Linked DNA regions of Hordeum vulgare: region 2 is linked to region 1. The links are chromatin contacts, called in public Hi-C maps. All regions are on one chromosome and are shown on one strand. Each heading gives the region's core, a stretch centred on a gene start, on an enhancer-like site or on the middle of the called end of the contact. The rest is flanking DNA. Distances are from core to core; before and after follow the strand shown.

Region 1 (5,668 bases), core at 763-3,262:
ACACTAGAAGGACTCAAGAGATCAAAATGAATCTAATTTTTAGCAATAGTTTGAACATAAAAGAACTGCATCAGAACTAGATAAAAACATCACCCAGTATGTGCGCTAATCTAAAGTTGTTTATGTCCTCTATCACTAACTTCTTGAAAAAAAAGTACAATATCATCGTCCTTTATTTACAGTCACGTAGCTTGAAAGTATACAGTTCCTCTGAACATGTAACTTGTATTTTGAGCACTTCAAGAGATAGGCATGCCCAGCTCAACAAAGTGGAATATACAGGGTTTCTCGAAATGTTGATGATCACACTGGTACAAATTTAGCAACCGAAATTAACAACTCCCTTTGATTCATATTACTTGTCTTAGATTTGTCTAAGACAAGTAATATGGATCGGGGGGAATAATTACTTTACACATTTGCAATGCATCAATCCTGGCGAATAGCTAAAATGAAACTTGTGACAGACGGCATTCCCAAGGTAACTTAACAGAGAAGAGAAAAGGAGCCATTGTAGTAGCTAACCTGCTAGTATTTGCACTGTCTTGTTGAGAATTACTAGGTGAAGCCGATTGTGTTGGGCGACCACTTGCCTCGTCATTTAGTTTCTACAGGTCTAGGCTTGTGTAAGGGAACATCCATCTAAAGGACATAATAGACTGAAGGACAAAAGGCTACAGAACTCACATCAATGGATGGATTGAAATTTTGGAATGACATTCGACCCTTTACAGCTCCTGGATGTGGATTGCCCTCCATGACAACTACACTGAAAAAAAGAAACTAGTTTTGCTTAGTCTGCGGTGACAAATCAAAGCTAGTAATCCTTAATGGATTTTGTGCTGGATAGGAAAGGCAGTAAAATCTAAAGCTGAAACTGGATGAAAAATTTCTCCGAAAAAACAAACTAATAAATCTGTTTAACATGCTTATAATTTATGACCAAGCTGCAAAGTATGATTGAAGTTCAAAAGATAGACACAAAAGCATGTAATGTAACACTATGCCAACAGTCTCCTCCAAAAACAGTGACTAGGTACAGCTGCATAAGCACATTCCTAGTCATACTTTTTGCAATACGTGCATTTGCTCAAGGGAAACTGGTGGCGTTCACAGGAGTTTGCATGAGTTTCTTTTTGTACCAGATACTTGAACCAAAAGTGGTGCGATTCTTCATCGGTTCCCGGCTTCGCAGGGGTCAGCAACTAAGCAATATCACCAAAATTACTGGAATTGCACTTGTACAGCATAGTTTTCACCCAATATGTGGCATTTTCCTAGGTGAAACTGCCAGTAAATATTCACAGGAGTTTGTGCGAGTACCCTTTTGTAACAAACATTCGACTCGAAGGCGGTGTGATCTTCACCGACTTCCATTTGCGCAGGGGTCAGTGACTACGCTAGCAGAAATATAACTACAATTGCATCGCTATCGCACAGTCTTCTTAATAACAACAAATCTAAAATCCTCCGCAACCACTTCCCTAACCCGAGCATACCCAAGCCAAGATACAAGCAACAGAGGAAGAACGTCTGCAGCCAAGAAGAAGCGGGCCTTTGAACAACCCACACACGTACCACTTCCTGGCGACCTGGACCGACGAGCCAACCCCGCCTCCGTTGGCCGCCGGCGTCATCACCACCTCCACCTCGGCCGCCGCCTCCTCCACCTCCACATCGGCCTTGTCCTCAACCTTCTGCGCGACCGCCGCCCGCTGCATAAACTGCGCCACCGCACACGCACGCAGAGAAGAGGAAACACGCCCGTCAGAGACCAGGAGCCATGGCCAGAGGAAGCAGAGGGGTCGATTCCTCACCTTGAGGTTCCGCAGCGTGCTCGAGAGCCCCTTCTTCGCCGACATCTCGCCGCCGCCGCCGCTCCGACACTCCCCCTCTCCCTCTCTCAGCGCCCCCTAATCCAATCTAGGGTTAGGGTTTAGAGGCGGCCGTCTCGTCTCGCGGGAGGAACACCGGAAAAACAGAGAGACGGGGGAGCACGAGGAGAAACAGAGACGGACTCGGCCCAACCCAAAGCCCGGTTTTTCTTTTTGTACACTGACGGACCGGGCCCGCGCGTCATTGGCTTCCCTCCGTGTCCCCTCTCACCGCCAGGCGGGCCCGGTTTCCCGACCCACACGCCACGGCCACACCGAGTCGGCCACGGGCTCGCAGGCGGACCGTGGAACCCACCAAACGCCGTAGATAAAAGCGGAGCCCTCCTTCCTCTTCCCCGGCCAACAAATCCACGGCTCGACTCCGCAGATTGATCGATCGCTGGAGCTCGTGCTAAACTTCAGATCGATCTTTTGATCGCTTCTCATGGAGGACACAGGGATGGCTATGCAGTGGGAGAGCAAGGAGGAGGAGCACGCGAGGGAGGCGTGGCAGGCGTACCTCCGGCAGCAGCGGTCGCGCAGCGGGTGGGCGCAGTACCTGCGGTGCCGCCCCATGTCGCTGCTGGGCAAGAACGACGGCAGCAACTTTGTGGTAATGCCGGCGTCGGCGCTGGAGCGGCTCACGTCGCTGGGGGTGGGGGCGGGGTCCCCGATGGAGTTCCGGGTCCAGAACGCCGCCACACTCGAGGCCTCCCACCTCGGCGTGCTCGAGTTCGGCTGCGAGGAGGGGTTCGTGCACGTGCCCGCCCACGCCATGGCGCGCCTCGGGCTGGAGGACGGCGACCTCGTACTGGTCACCAGGATCGCGTCGTCGCTCCCCAAGGCCGCGTCCATCATGCTGCGCCCGCACACCGCCGACTTTCTGCGGGCCAAGAACCACAAGGAGCTGCTGGAGCACTGCATGAAGAGCTACTCCATGGTCACCGTCGGCGACACCATCGCCGTCTACGAGGGGGACACCAGGTACCTCCTCGACGTCGTCGACGCCATGCCCGCCCACGCCGTCTCCACCCTCGACACCGACTGCGAGGTCGACTTCGCGCTGCCCCTCGACTACGTCGAGCCGCCGCCCGTCGTTGCTCCGGTCGTCGCCGCCGCCCCATGCCAAGACTGCGCCGGTGGCGAAGAGCGGCGGTTCGTCGGCGTCGGGATAAGGATGGACGGCAAGCCTGTGGAGCAGGCGCCGCCCCCTGCGCCGCCGGCGGGTTCTTCGGGTAAGGGCAACAATATTGCCAGTAGTGAGCATGTGCTTCGGTTCTTCGGCGGCCGCGTCGGCTCGGGGCCGCCCGCGGGCGCCAAGTCGGCCAAGAAGAAGGTTGACGGCGAGGAGGACAAGGAGGCCAAACGCTTCGCCGGACAGAAGTATACCTTGTAGAATAGTAGAATCGAAGATCCCAAGCAACGACTGAAACAATCTCGGAAACAACTTGGTGACACAGAAGCTTAAGTTTGCCACGCAAAATGTGTGGCTTTATTTTTATTTTTGACACAAAAGTTTTGTGGCTCTCTTCTCTACCTAGAGGTGGTGCAAATATGGAGAGTTTTTCAGTGTGTCCTGAGTAAGGGATCTATGTAGTGTCATTGTCTATGTACTGTTTCACGCATATAATAAATGTTTACGAGCTAAAAGTTTCTGTATTTCTTTTCCACTAAATTTACACACAGAAATCTATCAATGTCTATAATACGATATCGGGATATTTACATGTCAATAATTTCCGTGTTTCATCAAATTTTATTAAACAAAATAACACAGAGGCAAAATGTGTACACCATTTTAATTACATCAACATGTTGTAAAGAAATGTGTAATTTTTGGTTCTAAAATTACATCAATATTTCTAAGAATGGGTGAATATTTATAAATTACATGAACACATTTTAAATACATATAAACACTTTCTAAAATGTGTGTCTATTTATTAAAAATTGCATGAACATTTCTAAAAATTAGAATTGTTCATCGAGTATTGAAAAAATGTTCACTGCATATTTGAAAATTTTCACTATGTTTTCTGGAAAAAAAACTCAAATATGTATTTCTAAATATAGAAAATGAAATATATTTCTTCTAACCGAAAAGGAAAAAATAGGTAAGTATTTTCCTCGATTATAAAATCAAGGTTTATCGAACCAATAGAAATATCAATCCACAACCGTCTTCAGCGAGCATGTGTTTCGGTTCTTCGGCGGCCGCGTCGGCTAGGGGGTTGCGGTGCCGCTTACTGGCGCCAAGTCAGCCAAGAAGAAGGTGGACGGCGAGGAGGACAAGGAGGCCAAACGCTTTGCCGCACGGAAGTATACCCTCTAGAATACCCAAGTAACGTCTGAAACGACTGGAGTTGATGGTTCTTTGTTGGAGTTTGCCACGAAAAATGTGTGGCTTTTTTTTATTTCTGTCACCATGTTTTGTGGCTCTCTTCTCTACCTAGATGTTGGTGAAATTCTTCTGTTGGCTCCTGATGCAACGGCGCATCCACACCTGGGACGCGCTAGCCCGAAAATGCATCGTAACCGAAGAGGATGCCGGCTGTCGGATGTATCCTCCTCCCTGGAGACCGCGGACCATATGCTCTTCCGCTGCCCTTTTCGCTATGAGCTTCTGGCGAAGTGTGAACATTGATGTAGCTGGTGTTTCTGTCGGAGACCTGGGTACCTTGCCAGCGATGCTACCCCGGTCGTCGACTCCGGGGCGAAGTTTGTTCTGATATGTTGCCGATGCCTGTGGAAGCACCGAAATGCGGTCGTCTTCCAGCGCCAGATGCCATCCTTTGGTCGTGTGCATAGCTGCTACCGTGAGGACGCAGTGTTATGACACGAGCGGTTACCGCTTGCCTGACGCCATCATTCAGCTTCGTAGTAGTGGAGGACCGTTGTGTTGCCGCCATTCTAAATAGTAGTGGATCTACTCATGTCTTCGTGTTATGCAGGTGATTTTCGTAGGTGTCTTTCAGTTGAGTGGATAGCACCCCTTTGTGTGTGGGTCCTCTGACTCCTCTAATCGTCGGCGTCCGGCCATTTTTCGGCATGGCCGTGGAGCTTGTAAGTTTATGTCTCCACGGACCAGTCTAGACAGATATAGGGTGGTCGTCCAAGCCTCTTCATCATCTTTTTCTCCAGGACTATGATCTGTTTCCGAGATCGTTGTCCCTCACACCTTGCAGCTCCGACGGGCTACTTCTTCGCTGCTTTGTCAACCATGTTTCCCAAGCTCCGTTGGTATTTCGGAGGCCCAAATGCGGCGTCGAATTTCGTTCACGACATCAATTTTCCAATGACTATCGTGTATTTTTTAATATCTTTAAAGATAACCTTGTAAGAGTCAATAGACTTTAACATATGGCATTTGACCGTTTTAGAATAAATGAAAATCTTTATTTGTTTAGTTAAAGGTAGATCATATACTTCATGTGCCTAGGAATGCAATTCACATCAGTCACATTCAATCATGTACGTTCGATCTGCATCCAACAACTCTTATGGTCGCCTTCCTCCTCCCATCATTTTTCTTAACATAAGATCCAATCCAACAACCCTCACGCAACCGCCCTCCGACCCAGCCCTAATCGTCGGCCTCCACCACCCACGGGCGTCATAGCCGCCCGCCCCCTCAACCCCTCAACCCCGCCCATCCACTGAAGCCACACCCTGATTAACAACTCCGACGCCCCCCCCCCCCCCCTGACACCCCTGGTTAACTTTGGGACTTGCTCCCGCCGGCTATCATCGAATCCCACTCGTACACGGCTTGGCCTTGCCATGGCCATCGCTCG
Region 2 (6,002 bases), core at 1,994-4,493, 42 kb before region 1:
TACCAAGGCCCAACATTGGTACTATATTTACCCAACAGAATAATTTTTCTAATACTAAAAATATATACGGGATCATGAACCCGAGGAGTAATTCAACATAATACAGGGAGGGCCGGTGTTGATGGTGCTGGTCCAAAACAGAGCACCGTGCGGGACCAACCCGGGGCAACTCGGCAGATGTCTATCAGGCCATCGTACGCTTCGCTTATCCGTCGTGTCCTGAGAACGATATACGCGGCTCCTATCGGGATCGTCGACACGTGGGCGGCCTTGCTGGACTTGTTTTACCTTTATCGACCATCTTGTGCGAGGGGTTCCGAGGATGCTTTGGGCTAACTCGAGGTTGAGGTTTTCCAATAGGAACCCGAGGAGATCATGCATTTTGCCTGATCGAGGCCATTCCATCGCAGCGTGTGGTAGTTTGTGATGGAGTAGTCAGAGCACCCCTGGAGGGTTAAATCTTTCAGAAAGCCGTGCCCGTGGTTATGTGACAACGTGGAAACTTTGTTTACCATTCGGTTCTAGATAACTTGAAGTAAGCTTAATTAAAATATGTCAAGTGAGTGCGTAACTGTGACTGTCTCTTTTGTGAGTTCCTTTCTCCGACTCAGGACATGGTGGGGTTATGTCTGACGTAAGTAGGTGTTCAAGATCATTCATTTGATCATTAGTAGTTCACGTTCGCTATGGATAGATCATCCCCCTCTTTTATTCTTGTACTCGTAAGTTAGCCACCTCAATAAATGCTTAGTCGCTTGCTGCAGCATCACCACTTAACCATACCTCACCCATTAAGCTTTGCTAGTCTTGATATCTTTGGAAATGAGATTGATGAGCCCCTGTGGCTCACATATTACTACAACACGAGTTGCAGGTACAGATAAAGAGTTACTTTGACGTTAGCGCGCTGATTGTGCTATTTGGAGTTTCTTCTTCTTCTTCTTCTTCTTCGATCTAGGATGGTTTTCAGGCCGGCAGTCTCGGATAGAAGGATGCACGTCGTTCTTTTATTGGGTTTTTTCGTCCGTAGACGGACCCTGCCCTTCTTCATGATGACTGTATATTGTTGTATCGATGTGATATTGATGTAGCTTGTGGCGAGTGTAAGCCAATTCCTATACTCATCTTTTCAATAAATGTACTCGTAATGATATTCATTCTTGTCAAACGACGAAATACGTTTCTATCCCTGTCGAGGCCCTCGCGCCAAAATAAGGATAGGACCGCATCTTTGGCGTTACATTATCAATGGCATATTTTCTAATATTGCTATTCTTCAAACGTATTGCATCCATCTTCAAGCGCATTGCATCCATCTTGATGTTGTGATCGTCGATGACCCTGGCAACATGCAACTCCAATTCCATATTCTTCTCCTCAATTATTTTTAGTTTTTTCTTCAAGTAATTGTTTTCTTTTTCAACTAAATTTAACCTCTCGACAAGAGGGTCGATTGGAATTTCCGGTTCACATACCTCCTAGATAAAAACATCCATGTCACGTTGGTCGGCATAATTGTCATAAGCACTAAATGAAACAAATAGTTATAAAAGAAAATATACCACGTCCGAATCATTGGCCGGATGAGGACCGTCGTCGGCGGATAACAAAAGCATCGCACTATATAATAACAAACAATAATAGAAATAAGAAATTTATATAAGTATCTATCTAAATCATACAAGTAAGAATTTTTTTTATTTTAAAAAAGAAGATAAGAACAAGAGGCTCACCACGGTGGTGCGAGCGACGAGATCGACGCGGGCGATCGACAATGATGAGGACGGGAATAGAACGACACCTACACATGTGCGGACTCTAAGAAGTTAATTTAAGCTCAAATTGTGCATCTAAGTCAAAAGAACTGACACATACACTCCTACGCTAAAACCCAGAAACCACTATACTTCTAGAGCATTTGAAATGAGCTAGACTAGGAGTGAGAGATGAAAGGATGAAGTAGCTAACCTTTTAGAACACTTGTGTAGTTGGTGCACCGCCAAACCTAGAAAAATCTTGAGGAAAATGGAGCTTGGAGGTCGAGCTTGGAGAGGAGAAAGCTTAAGTGTGGCTCGGTCATTTCATCAAACACCTCATGTGCATGCATAGAACGGTGAACAGAGCAGGGCATACACACCTCCCACACGGCCCAAAAAAACAGAGGAGAGGATGGGCAGGGGGGAGGGTATATATAGGCATCTCTTTGGTCCTGGTTGGTGGTAAGAACCAGGACAAAAGACTGACCTTTAGTCCCGCTTCCAGCCACCAATCGGGACTAAAGGTGTTGTGCCAAGAGCGAGGACCATTGGTCCCGATTCGTGTCTGGAACCGGGACCAAAGGGGTCATACGAACCGGGACTGTGGCCCGGCCAGCGCCCTGGCCGCACGAATCGGGACTGATGCACCCATTGGTCCCGGTTCGTAACAGAACCGGAATTAAATATCTTATCCCGCCTGAACCAAAGCCATGTTTTTTACTAATGATATAACAATATTTTAACACTAATAGTATCAGAAACCCTCATATATCATGGGGCGGAGGGAGTATATGCTCCGAGAGCCAAAAATCCACATCCATTTTCTTTCCCCAACCTTTGCATTGGTACCACATACTACTCCCTCCGTTCACAAACATAAGATGTTCAAAACAGTGTATGATAATGTGTTTCTTCACTAATTTCAGTTCGTGCAAAGTTTACAATAAAATATTCAAAATAATTTATATTTTCTAACGGAGGGAATATCATCTAAAATACAAAATCTACTCTCTGTTCATTTATGTACTATTCATTCCACTGTTGCTAGCTGAAATCTCACCACCAAACTCGTGGACAAAAGATAAAGGTCACGAGCAGATAATAACTCCCAAGCTAGCATTTCGACAGCTCAACGACAAGTACGTTCGTGACCTATGGCTATGGGCCTACGGTGCTACTGTTACAAAGAGTTGTGTTGCTTCTTTAATTTTATTTCTGAAGGCAATTGGCTTCCTGCTTTATTTGGTGCAAGAGGTTTGGCAGTTCTACACTGTAGCCTGTCAAGCTCCACACGTACACTGTAGCCTGGCATTTTCTCAAGCTATGCTGCTACAGTAGCCAGGCATATCAAGCTCCACGCACTGTAGCCTGGCATGTCAAGCTCCACACGTACACTGTAGCCTGGCATTTTCTCAAGCTATGCTGCTATAGTAGCCAGGCATATCAACCTCCACGCACTGTGGCCTGGCATGTCAAGCTCCACACGTACACTGTAGCCTGGCATGTCTCAAGCTATGCTACTACAGTAACCAGGCATATCAAGCTCCACACACTGTAGCCTGGCATGTCAAGCTATGCTACTACAGTAGCCTGGCATGTCAAAGCTCCAGACGCTAGCTAGTACTCCCTCTGTTTTACTCCATAATGTAAAATCGTATTTAATACTATGCCCACACACAAGTGTTTGACAGGAGAACACAAGCGCGTCCTTCACTTGTCCAGGATTGAAGGAAGATCCGGAAATTTGAAGGAATATTTAGCTTGAAAACTAAAATAATCCTATTTAAGACAAAACATTAGAAAGAAGGATTGTAAAAAAAATTCCACCGTTGATACATTTTCAGAAGTTGCATGGATATTCTATTCTACACACTTGAATATTTTATTAGGTATAAGCATGTAAATTTTCCATTGAGTGCGAAACATTTCCTCAAATGATGTTTTCCAACGAAGTATTTTCCATATGTGTGTGTATTATATTTTGGTTTTTCGTCCAGCATACAATTTTTTCGTAAAGTGCATGAACTTTTCTTGGCACACCTGATTTCAAAATAAAAAGTGGATATTTTACCATAATATGAAACATGAAAATTACTCCCTCCGTAAAGAGATATAAGAGTATTTAGATCACTAAAATAGTTATCTAAACACTCTTATATTTCTTTACGGAGGGAGTATCTTATAAGACAAGTCCCCATTCAATCCTATTTAGGGAGTTGCATGGAAATTTAATTTTACACACTTGGAACAATTTTCATCAGGCAGGAACATTTTCTGAAAATGGTGGAACATTTGTTTTAAAACCCATACAAAATAGATACTACAATAGTATGATATATTTGCTTATTATAAAATATGAATATATATTAAATTTCTAGTAAACCATATTTATTTTCTTAATCTAGTTTTTTTATTGAAACTTTCTTTGTCTAGTTAAATCGCAAAAGACACTAGTTCGGCTGGGCCATTGGTGATTCGGTGTGAGCAGTGTGTGAGGTTGCTTTGGAGTTGGCAACCCATGGAACAGACTGTTCTTTTATGAGGCCGGCCCAGTAGACAGGTAATTATTGTAGCTTCCTCTTTTTTTGCTTATTTCTCTTTTTCTTTTTTGGGACCTTTTCCTTCCCGTTTTCCTTTTTTTCTTTTTTACCAAAATGAAAAAACGTTAAACCTCTTAAATAATTTTTTAAAACCCTGAACGTTTTTTAAAACAGGGAACATATTTGAAAACATGAACAATTTTTAAATGACGAATTTTTTTTAAATCTAGAGAAATAAAATTTAAACCAAAACAATTTAAAAAAATCTAGAACAGACTTAGGACCGCAAACAAATCTTTCAAGAACGAACATTTTTGGAATTTTAAGAACAAATATTTGAAGCAGAGAACAATTTTGAAAACCTCGAACAAATTTGGAAGCATGAACAAGTTTTAAAAGCACGAACAGTTTTCTAAATCTTGAGAACAAATTTTGAAAATGAGGATAATTACGAAAAATCCTGAACATATTCAGAACATTTTTTTAAAATCCAGAACAATCACTTGAATAAGAGCAGAGACATTGTCCGAATTTGAAGAACATTTTTTGAAAACCTAGTATATTGTTTGATAATCCGAAACATTTTTCTGAAAAAAAGCAGAAACAGAATTTGAAGAAATTTATTGAAAACTGAGTACAATTTTGAAAATCGAGGTCATACTTCAAATAAACAAAAACTTATTTCGAACTTTAAGAACATTTTTCAAAATCTAGAACATTTGTCTAAAAATCAAAAATATTTTAAGAATTTGAAGCACAATTTTTGAAAATACAGAATAGTTTTTGAAATTTCAGATGAGGTTTTTGAAAAAAGGCAGAAACAGTTGTTAAAAAACCCAGTACATTTTTTGAAAATTCCGATCATTGTTTGAAATTCAGATTTTTTTTTGAAAATCCAGATCATTCTTTTGAAAAAAAGCAAAACAGAATTTGAAAACCCATTACAGTTTTTGAAAATCGAGAACATTTTTCTAAAAACTAAAATATTTTCGAATTTGGACAACAATGTTTGAAAATCCCGAACATTTTTTGAAAATCCAGAACATATTTTGAAAAGCCATAACAGTTTTTTAAAAAAAACAGGAAAAAAAGAATCAGGAAAGAAGAAAGAAAAAAGAAAACGAAAAAAAAAAGAAAAACCGGTTCAGGGAGCCTTCTACAAAATTTCCTAAAACTGGAAACAAAGGGTTGAGAAAAGTCTAGAAGGTTCCCAAAACCGGGATCCCCGCAACCGGTAATGGGCCGGCCCAAATCACGTCGCTCCTTGTTCATCCCTATACGAACGCCGACATCTTGACGCAAAGGTCAGCGAATAGCATTTTCCCGAGTTTACATTCTTCTAGATAAAATCTAGCGTTTGGACCAAATGTTCGTCAATGATACTTCCTCTGTTTTTAAATATAAGTTTTATTTTAACATTTTACTAAACGATTGCATACGGATACAAATTCATTTTTTTGCTCCGTATGTAGTTTTTCAATAAAAAATTTAAAAAGACTTATATTTTGAAATGAAGGGAGTATAAAATACCTAATCTCAATTAATATTTTCTTCGACGGACATGCAAGCAGTAGCTATCCACTTATCGCTAGACAAGTTAGGCATGCAGAAGATATTTACTAATGCCTCCGATCCATATTGCTTGTATTGGACTTATCAAGGTACCGATGTAGCTAACACTAAGATACAACCGTATATAGACATG

The links. Hi-C and Micro-C count contacts between places; a contact is called where the count stands out from the background.
Region 2: a contact with region 1 is called in a Hi-C map of leaf, with 2.8 times the contacts expected there. The contact joins the enhancer-like site here to the promoter of LOC123442659 in region 1. A contact is called at or near these places in 2 of 6 Hi-C or Micro-C datasets (leaf and seedling).

What each region holds. Positions count from the first base shown.
Region 1 is chr3H:21,302,049-21,307,716 of MorexV3_pseudomolecules_assembly, reverse strand. It overlaps LOC123442659, which reads right to left and starts at 2,012. Exons shown (of 5, transcript XM_045118766.1): 1 at 1,818-2,012; 2 at 1,579-1,724; 3 at 688-769; 4 at 526-608. The coding sequence starts at 1,862. It overlaps LOC123441395 (ubiquitin recognition factor in ER-associated degradation protein 1-like), which reads left to right and starts at 2,650. Exons shown (of 1, transcript XM_045117853.1): 1 at 2,650-3,270. The coding sequence starts at 2,650. The coding sequence ends at 3,270.
Region 2 is chr3H:21,344,537-21,350,538 of MorexV3_pseudomolecules_assembly, reverse strand. No RefSeq gene overlaps it. Among protein-coding and RNA genes, the nearest start is that of LOC123439329, 21 kb to the right of the region's middle. Within about 2 kb of position 3,243, at least 3 of the 3 cell types and tissues checked have open chromatin away from gene starts, as enhancers often do. A contact at or near this core is called in leaf and seedling, where this site is marked.